2 separate regions of the Xenopus laevis genome follow, and region 2 is linked to region 1. The links are chromatin contacts, called in public Hi-C maps. All regions are on one chromosome and are shown on one strand. The core of a region is the stretch at or near the end of the contact, and the rest is flanking DNA. Distances in the headings are between cores, read along the strand shown.

What was found. Hi-C and Micro-C count contacts between places; a contact is called where the count stands out from the background.
Region 2: a Hi-C map of the XL177 cell line shows a contact between it and region 1, with 5 times the contacts expected there. The contact joins the promoter of ccnd1.L here to the promoter of LOC121402925 in region 1. A contact is called at or near these places in 2 of 4 Hi-C or Micro-C datasets (the XL177 cell line and the XTC cell line).

Annotation. Positions count from the first base shown.
Region 1 is chr4L:10,355,458-10,360,414 of Xenopus_laevis_v10.1, forward strand. LOC121402925 (small integral membrane protein 38-like) reads left to right here and starts at 2,926. Exons shown (of 3, transcript XM_041589822.1): 1 at 2,926-3,130.
Region 2 is chr4L:10,582,696-10,587,667 of Xenopus_laevis_v10.1, forward strand. It overlaps ccnd1.L (cyclin D1 L homeolog), which reads left to right and starts at 3,094. Exons shown (of 5, transcript NM_001086776.1): 1 at 3,094-3,379; 2 at 4,165-4,380. The coding sequence starts at 3,188.

The DNA.
Region 1 (4,957 bases), core at 1,676-4,175:
CTGCAGGGGTATATAATAAATATACAGCGGGGGTAAATAATAAGGCTATGCAGGAGGGGAAAATAATATGGATATAGAACAGGGGTATATAGTAAGGTTATACAAGAGCAGGGGTATATAATAAGGATATACAGCAGGGGTATATAATAAGTAGTAATGCACAGAATCCAGGATTCAGTTCGGGATTCGGCCAGGATTCGGCCTTTTTCAGTGGGATTCAGATTCAGCCAAATCCTGCCTGGCCAAACTGAATCCAAATCCTAATTTGCATATGGAAATTAGGGGCAGGCAGGGAAAGCAAAAAGAGGAAGTAAAAAATGTTTTCCCCTTTCCACCCCTAATTTGCTTATGCAAATTATGATTCGGATTCAGTTCGATATTCGGCCGAATCTTTTGCAAGGGATTTGGGGGGTTTGGCCGAATCGAAAATAGTGGATTCATTGCATCCCTAATAATAAGGATATACAGTAGGGTTGTATAATAAGAATATGCAGCAGGGGTATAATAAGGCTATACAGTAGGGGTATATACTATGGATATGGAGCAGGGGTATATAATAAAGCTATACAGTAGGAGTATATACTATGGATGTGCAGCAAGGGTATATAATAAGGCTATACAGTAGGGGTATATACTATGGATATGGAGCAGGGGTATATAATAAAGCTATACAGTAGGGCTATATACTATGGATATGGAGCAGGGGTATATAATAAGGCTATACAGTAGGGGTATATACTATGGATATGGAACAGGGGTATAATAAAGCTATACAGTAGGGGTATATACTATGGCTATGGAGCAGGGGTATATTAGAAGGCTATACAGTAATGCAATATACTGTAATAAGTAGTGATTGGTGAATTTGTCCCATTTCGCTTTGCCACGGATTTCGCAAAGTTGATGCCGGTAGCGATTAAAGGCAATGGGCGTTCGATTATTGTCGCCAGTGTCTGAATTGTCTCCGTTGCCGTCGTCCGGCGAATTGTCAGGGCAAATTTGCAAATTTATTCGCTGGCGCTGAAACGCGGAAATTCACCGCAAATTTGTACCTGGCGAATAAATTCACAATCACTAGTAATAAGGATATACAATAGCAGGGCTATATAATAAGGATTGATAGAGTTTGTAGGAAGGAACCCACACACCTGCCCTGGGAGCTTTATCTCTGCTATTCACTCTCTCTCTCTCCCCACCTGCTGTTTATGTACAAGTGAAGGCAGCTGTACTCTGGGCAGAACTCGCTCTAACCTCGCCCAACCTTACCCCCTTATCAGCTCACAGGCCTCCACGCCCCACCACCTGCCCATTCAGCCTTACAAAACTTTGGTCAGGGGTGTAAACGTCTTCATTCCATAATAAAAGCATTACGTTTGTAGAAACAAGAAATTTGCATTTTCCTGTTATTAAATGGTTTTCACACGTGAGCTGTAACTGGGTGTTTTTTTAAGAATGTGGCCCAGGTTTTATAACACAGACTGGGCACTAGTGCAAATCAGGGGCACCTCTAACTGACCCAACGTCACCTTTCATACAACTTCTTTAATACTTTCCATAGACCTCCTATTGTGTTATAATCCCCAGAGTTTTGTGTGATGTGACTGGGGGAAGGCTAGCCATACAGAACCAATCAATGGAGCTTTAAAGGTTTTGTAGGTTTGCTCATAGCCTGTGCCAGGTATCCCCAAATTGTCAGGGCACCCCCCCACCCCAGATCCCGCCCACACCACAGTTAAAAGACCACAAAGACATTAGTGCTAAATACGGTAAACTCCCCACACAAGTTATAAAAGGCCATTAATGGTCAGGGCCCTCCTATAAGTTGGAAAAAAACCTGTTGCGCTAGGGCCCCCCATAAAAGTTTTTTTTAAAGAAATTGGTGGTCAAGGCTTCAGATCTTTTCGCGACTTCAGGACTTCAAGTTCTGCTCTTTTCGTGGCTTCGGGTCTTTTTGCAGCTTCAGGACTTCAAGTTCGGCTCTTTTCGTGGCTTCAGATCTTTTCGCGGCTTCAGGACTTCACGTTTGGCTCTTTACGTGGCTTCGGGTGTTTTCGTGGCTTCAGGACTTCAAGTTCGGCTCTTTTCGTGGCTTCAGATCTTTTCGCGGCTTCAGGACATTGAGTTTGGCTCTTTTCATGGCTTCGGGTCATTTTGCGGCTTCAGAACTTCAAGTTCAGCTCTTTTTGTGACTTCAGCAGGGCCGGAACTAGGGGTAGGCAGAGTAGGCATGTGCCTAGGGCGCAAAGGTGGAGGGGCGCCAGGCACGTACTTACTTCTACCCCTAGTCCGGTCCCTTCTCTCCTGACCGCCCATCTGTGCGCATACGCGAACGCATGCGTCAATTCACGCATGCGCAGAAGCGTCTCTGCGCTGAAGCGTCTCTGCGCTGAAGCATCTTTTCGTGCATGCGTAGAAGCGCGCAACTAGCCGGCGCAGCAACTGCCTAGGGCGCCTGCCCGGCTTGGCCCGGCTCTGGACTTCAGGCCTTTTCGCGGCTTCGGGACTTCAAGTTCGGCTCGTTTTGTGGCTTCGGATCTCTTCGCGGCTTCGGGACTTCAACTTCGGCTCGTTTTGTGGCTTCGGTCTTTTCGTGGCTTCAGGACTTCGGAGGTTCAGGACTTCTATCCAGGCCCCTCTCGATTCACATTCCAGCCTCTGGTTATTTAGTAATATAGTAATAGTAATAATATAGTAATTACAGGGCTAGACCAGCCTGTAACCAATCAGAGCATTGCAATGTCAACCTCTATAGAAGTTCATTTTCTTCTTTGTCACTTTTTCATAGTGAAGGGGCAATTCGGCTGTTCAAAGCCACCAGCCAGCTCCGCCTTGGTGCCCAAATGGTTAAAACCTCACTGCTCTCGTGTTACATTAAAGGAACAAACCCCTCAGGTATTTGGTTTCCTGCATCTCAGATAATTGGCGGTTTCCCAGTGAAAAGGAAGGGAACAATCAGGGCCCCCGGAGAACGGGGAGATCAATTTATAACACAGAATGAAGGTGTTAAAGCCGCACAATGAGAGATCAAAGTGGCCAACAGAAGGTGCCGGAGGGGAAGCAGATTGTCCTTTACATTTTGCTACGGCGGCCTGTATCTTTGTAACAGCAGATTAACCCCCAAAATGAAAAGGTAACTATTCTCTTTTGTCATTTAATCAAAGCTGCTCCAGCAGGAACCGCACCTGGTCTTCTGCAACATCAGGGAGGGATAGCCATGTAGTTAATGTTTAGCCGCTGGAATTATGGCAGCACCTGTCTTCATTCGGGAAGCCGTGACCCATGGCACGATTTTTCAATTTAGTGGCTATTTATGTCATGAGTGATTGAGTAGAAACCTACACGGGACTAAGTGACTGGACCTGAACCCTACCTGGATCTGTCACCCACACTTAGATCCACAACCCACACCAGCCCCATAACCGCATAACCTGTAACCTGACCCACTACCTGTTACCCACCATGAAACACAAGAGTGACATCATCATAAACACAGAACAGGCACCGTCCAAGGGTGGGCAGAAGTCAGGAAAGCCAGGGATGAGATGCAGAATTCTCTCCAGTAGGCGAATGTCTCCAAGAGGTTTTTTACGGCTGCAGTCACAGGGGCGCTTTTGCAAACCCTTGGGTATAAAGGGTAGAGTTATCAAAAAGCTGTACACAATGATAACATTTCTAAGCAGAGGCTGTTATGTAGCAAATCAAAGTTGGATTTAGGGCTTGGAGATGTACATCATAATGAAACAGTACAGTGATGCACAGTGACCCCAGCATTAACCAGCACAGTGACCCCAGCATTAACCAGCGTAGTGACCAAGCATTAACCAGCGTAGTGAACCCAGCATTAATCAGCACAGCAACCCCAGCATTAACCAGCACAGTGGCCCCAGCATTAACCAGCACAGTGACCCTCAGCACAGTGACCCCCAATTAACCAGCACAGTGACCCAGCATTAATCAGTGTAGTGAACCCAGCATTAAACAGCACAGTGACCCTCAGCACAGTGACCCCCAATTAACCAGCACAGTGACCCAGCATTAATCAGTGTAGTGAACCCAGCATTAAACAGCACAGTGACCCCAGCATTAACCAGCAACATGACCCAGCATTAACCAGCACAGCAACCCCAGCATTAATCAATGTAGTGAACCCAGCATTAACCAGCACAGTGACCCCAGCATTAACCGGAGTAGTGAACCCAGCATTAACCAGCAGAGTAACCCCAGCATTAATCAGCGTAGTGAACCCAGCATTAACCTGCACAGTGACCCCAGCATTAACCAGTACAATGACCACAGCATTTACCAGCACACTGACACCCAGTATTAATCAGCACAGTGACCCCAGCATTAACCAGCACAGTGATCACTAGCATAAACCAGTACAGCAACCCCAGCATTAATCAGCATAGTGACCCCAGCATTGAACAGCGCAGTAACCCCAGCATTAACTAGTACAATGACCACAGCATTAACCAGCACAGTGGCACCTAGCATTAACCCGCATAATGACCCAGCATTGAACAGCACAGTAACTCCAGCATTAACCAGTACAGCAATGCCAGCATTAACCAGAACAGTGACCCTAACATTAACCAGCATAGTGACCCAGCATTAAACAGTATAGTGACCCCCAGCATTATACTGAACAGTGACCCCCAGGGTTTACCAACATAGTGACTCCAGCATTAAGAAGTAGAAGCTACATCTGCCTCTGCATTTATATCTCCCCAGAGCCATCTGCAATAACAGCCATACAATTGAGAGCTAGGGGATGCAGGAGAATCAATTTTATTTAATGTTTACATCCCCTTTAACTTTTTTTTACCATTCACCTTATGTTTAATGCTGGAGAATACAATACCCCTATTTAATTTGCATACCTAAAATAAAGGTCCGGTATATAAAAATGAATAATAATGCAGTTATACACCTTGCCACTGGGCGGCAGTCAAGGATT
Region 2 (4,972 bases), core at 1,844-4,343, 230 kb after region 1:
TGTAGTTGAACACAAGCTGCTTGCACTATAATAATGTATAGAGTGGCCTCCCTGGCACGGCTGCTCCCCCCGAAAAGGAAACGTACTGATATCTGGGCTGGGTGTGGGGCAGATACTGAGCACACATTGTGGTTCTTTCTTGCACTTTGTTTATCCCTAACCTGCCCCTACAGCAAAGTGACCCTGGGCTACAAGGTGGATCGCTGAGTTTAGCTGCACTTAAGTGATTGTGGCCAGAAGGGAAGTGGCCGCCTGTGAGTGTGCGACTGAATGAAATGACTGGGCCCATTGAAGAAGTGGCTGCTCTCTGGCTCATTCACACACAGAGGGAAGTTACTGTTTCACAGGATCAGATGGTTTATACTTATCTCTCGTGATAAACATTTCCGACTCGGTAACAGCTGCTCTGATAATTTACTAACTGCCTGCCCCAGACATGACTGGGGTGTGTGAATGCTCTGGGCCCCGTGCACTAGGGGCCAAAATAAAGAACATTACTGGTGGGACTCAGGGAAGGTGGGACGAGTCAGTAGGACAAGGTGGAGTCAGTAGAGCAAACTGGTGTCAAGAGGGCAAGATGGAGTCGTTAAAACAATATGGAGTCAGTAGGACAAGATGGCGTGAGTAGGACAAGATGGAGTCAGTAGAGTAGGATGGAGTTATTACAACAAGATGGAGTCAGTAGAGTAAGATGGAGTCATTACAACAAGATGGAGTCAGTAGGACAAGGTGGAGTGAGTAGGATAAAGGAGATTCAGTAAGACATGATGGAGTGAGTAGGACAAGGCGGAATCAGTAGGACAAGATGGCGTCAATAGGGTAAGATGGAGTGAGTAGAACAAGATGGAGTCAGTAGGACAAGGTAGAATCTGTAGGACAAGATGGAGTCAGTAGAAAAGGGGGACTGAGTTGGACAAGATGGCGTCAATAGGACAAGATGGCGTCAGTAGGACAAGATGGCGTCAATAGGGTAAGATGGAAACAATAGGGTTAGATGGAGTCAGTAGGACAAGGTAGAATCTGTAGGACAAGATGGGAGTCAGTAGCAAAGGGGGAGTCAGTTGGACAAGATGGAGTAATGCTTTATATCTTTATTGCCAAATCAAAGTTTGGTAAGAAGTTATTCAAATTCTTGAAAACTAGGGGCCCCATGTCTGTGTGTGTGTGGGGGGGGGAGATTATAGAAAGTTGAGCTGTGACACTCCAGTTGTTAAACCACAACTCCCAGCATTCACTGACACACATCTGAACAGAGATATAAATATTATCAACATAACAATGTGCCCTTTGTACCTGTGCAGTTTTCCCAGGAGCCCCTGTTGTGCCTGAGGTAAATATTATTTATATGCACACGGTTTTATGCCACATGTTCTATAGGGGCCCCAAACCTAAACCTGCTCTGCTTGTCCTCCCTTCTGTCCTCGTCCCCTTGTCCTGTTCCACTGAACTCCCAGCAGGTACAGAGTAATCATTCCCTGTTCCACACACCCACGCGCAGCAGTTATATTGCACCAACACACATTGACCTTGGCACGTCCAGTAAATATATCCCAATAAGATAAAGATGGGTGTCCCTATTCTGAAGAGCTTGCAATCTATGGGGAGCACATTAAACCAACCATGAGCAGCAGTAGATGGATATAATATAGGAACTATTCTGTAAGTGGGGCAGGGGCTAATTCCATTACGTGCAGTTAAATGAGTGCAGAGTACTGAAGAGCTTACACTCTATGCATGGACAGGGCTGATTCAAAACGAAAACGTTCAGGGGCTTTTCCAGGTGGGTGGTGGAGGAGGAGGTGCATATGAGAAAGAAGAGCTTACACTCTAAGGATGGACAGGGCTGTAACTATAGAGGAAGCAGACCCTGCAGGGGGTATATGAGGCCCCATGAGACCCTAACTCATATATAGTTTCAATGAATGTTGGTAAAACAGGTCAACAGCTAAACATTTTGGGGGCCTGAAAAATAATTGGCTGTGGGGCCCAGTAACATCTAATTACACCACTGACAGGGCTAATTAAAAAATAAAAAGTTTGGGGGCTTTTCCAGGTTGGTGGTGGAGGAGGAGGTGCATAAGAGGAAGAAGAGCTTACACTCTAAGCAGGGACAGGGCTGATTAAAAAAAAAAGTTCAGGGTCTTTTAAAGTTGGGTGGTGGAGGAGGAGGTGTGTATGAGGAAGAAGAGCTTACACTCTAAGCACGGGCAAGGCTGATTAAAAAAAGAAAAGGTTTGGGGGCTTTTCCAGGTGGGTGGTGGAGGAGGAGGTGCATTAGAGCCGGAAGAAGAGCTTAAACTCTAAGCATAATGGACAAGGCTGATTAAAAAAGTAAAACGTTTGGGGGCTTTTCCATGTTGGTGGTGAAAGAGGAGGTGCATTAGAGGAAGAAGAGCTTACACTCTAAGCACGGACATGGCTGATTAAAAAATAAAACGTTCAGGGGCTTTTCCATGTGGTTGGTGGAGGAGGAGGTGCATAAGAGGAAGAAGAGCTTACACTCTAAGCATGGACAGGGCTCAGGGCTGTAACTATAGAGGAAACAGACCCAGGGGGTATATGAGACCCTAACTCATATACAGTTTCAATAAATATTGGTAAAACAGGTCAACCGCTAAACATTTTGGGGGCCTGAAAAATAATTGGCTGTGGGGCCCAGTAACATCTAGTTACACCACTGACAGGGCTAATTAAAAAAGAAAAAGTTTAGGGGCTTTTCCAAGTGGCTGGGGTGGAGGGGGAGGTGCATAAGAGGAAGAAGAGCTTACACTCTAAGCATGATGGACAAGGCTGATTAAAAAAATAAAAAGTTCGGGGGCTTTTCCAGGTGGGTGGTGGAGGAGGAGAAAGAAGAGCTTACACTCTATGAATGGAGGGGGTGGGTAGAGAGGCGCCTTGTTGCACACATGTCGCACTGAGTTTAGTTGCAGTCGCACACACACTGGGGCACAGGAGAAACGACTCAATTAGAGGAGCCAGTTGCTGAGCAGCCTCCTCCCCCAGGCCGGACTCATTGTTCAGGAGGGGCCGGACTATGGGGCCGGTTTAAACTCAGCCTGGCCCGGCTCATTCTCTTTCTCTCATTCCCCACTTTGATCTCCTTCTGGCAACATCGCGTCACTGAGCCGGGGAGCTCACAGAGAAAGAGGCTCCTGCAGGGAAAGACGCGCAAAGACGCACAGACAACATGGAGCTTCTATGCTGCGAGGTGGACACCATCAGGAGGGCCCATCTGGACAGGAACCTCATCACCGACCGGGTGCTGCAGACCATGCTCAAAGCAGAGGAGACCTCCTGCCCCAGCATGTCTTATTTCAAGTGCGTCCAGAAGGAGATCCTGCCCAACATGCGCAAAATAGTGGCCACCTGGATGCTGGAGGTTGGTGCGCCTCTCACTTTCACCCAGAACTCCCTGGGGTACTGGGGGGCGCCCGACTCATTTGGTGGAGTCCAAAATCTGCCTAGATTTGATCTTTCTGTGGGTTCCTTCCAACCACAACCTTCTTGGTGGATTCCAAGATCCAGAATAGCTGGGCAAAAGGGGGGTCTCTGATCCATACAAAGTCCAATGGTTAGGGGGACTTTAGAGAAACCCATTCAGAGGAGGTCTGACCCCATTAGTTGATTCCAAATATAGACATTGAAAGTCCCATGATAAAGTTCCATCCTAAAACATGATTTCCTAAAATAAATATCAGCCCTGGGGTATAATCAGGGTCTTCCTTCCTCTGCCCCAGTGGCAACAAGAAAGGGGAAGATTCAACTCCAACTCCTTAACTTATTTATACTGGGGGTAAATGGCCAATAACACAGCTTTGTTTTTGCTATTAACGTTTGGAAACTTTATAAACTTGGGGTCCCACATGCCAAATCCATAAAGCTCCCATTGTGTTTGTTCAGTGTTACCATGACCCAACAGGGTGTCATTATGTATCTGTAATAAAGCCTATTAAATGAGATCATTTGTGGGGTGCAGTGGTTTGCACCCCAGTAGCAATGTATGTAATGATATCCTTGGGTTACATTCTATCACCCAACAGCTCAGTTTATTCAGAATCTGTTGGGTTGAATTATACAGACAGGATGCAACTGTCATATTGTTATAATCATGAACCCCCTTCCTTATTATAATCTCTGCCCCCCCTATATGTGCCCCCCTCTAAGGTTTGCGAGGAGCAGAAGTGCGAAGAGGAAGTTTTCCCCCTCGCTATGAACTATTTGGACCGATTCCTGTCCGTGGAGCCCCTCCGGAAGAGCTGGTTGCAGTTGCTGGGGGCCACTTGTATGTTCCTGGCTTCTAAAATGAAGGAAACCATCCCACTGACCGCAGAGAAACTTTGCATTTACACCGACAATTCCATCAGGCCAGACGAGTTACTGGTAATTTCCTTCTTTATTCTATAGAGATTCTATATGTGGCAGCCTGACCCACTCTAGCCTGTCTGGGGGGGGGTTATATTGTATATATAGAGGAGCGTGGGGTGGTTGTTTCCATACACGAGGCCCTTTTTGTAAAAAATAAATATATAAATATAAATATCAAAGCCAGAGAATGCATTTTCCTAACTCTGAAATCATGGCTCAGTCTCCACATATGAATAACATGCTTGTGCCACATGTAACTTGCCCTTAGCGGCTGGCGCCCCCCTGTGGAATTCAAGTGCCAACAGGTCTATTCATTAAAGACTTTTCTGATTCATCCTGTTTCCAGGCACCAGCAGGTCACACACAAATGTAAGGGGGGTATGGAAAAAAACAAACAAAAAAAACTGCTGATTCCGACCACTGAAACAAAGTAGCTGCGACGTTGTTTCAAGAGTCAGATTTATAGAACACAATTATACAAGTAACCCTTGTTTATTATCCACCATTTATTCCCTGTTTGTTATAACTAAGGTAAAGCAGTGCGTAGCTTGTCGGCGCTATATAAATAAATTACAATAATTAAAGGGTAATTATCACGGAAATAAAA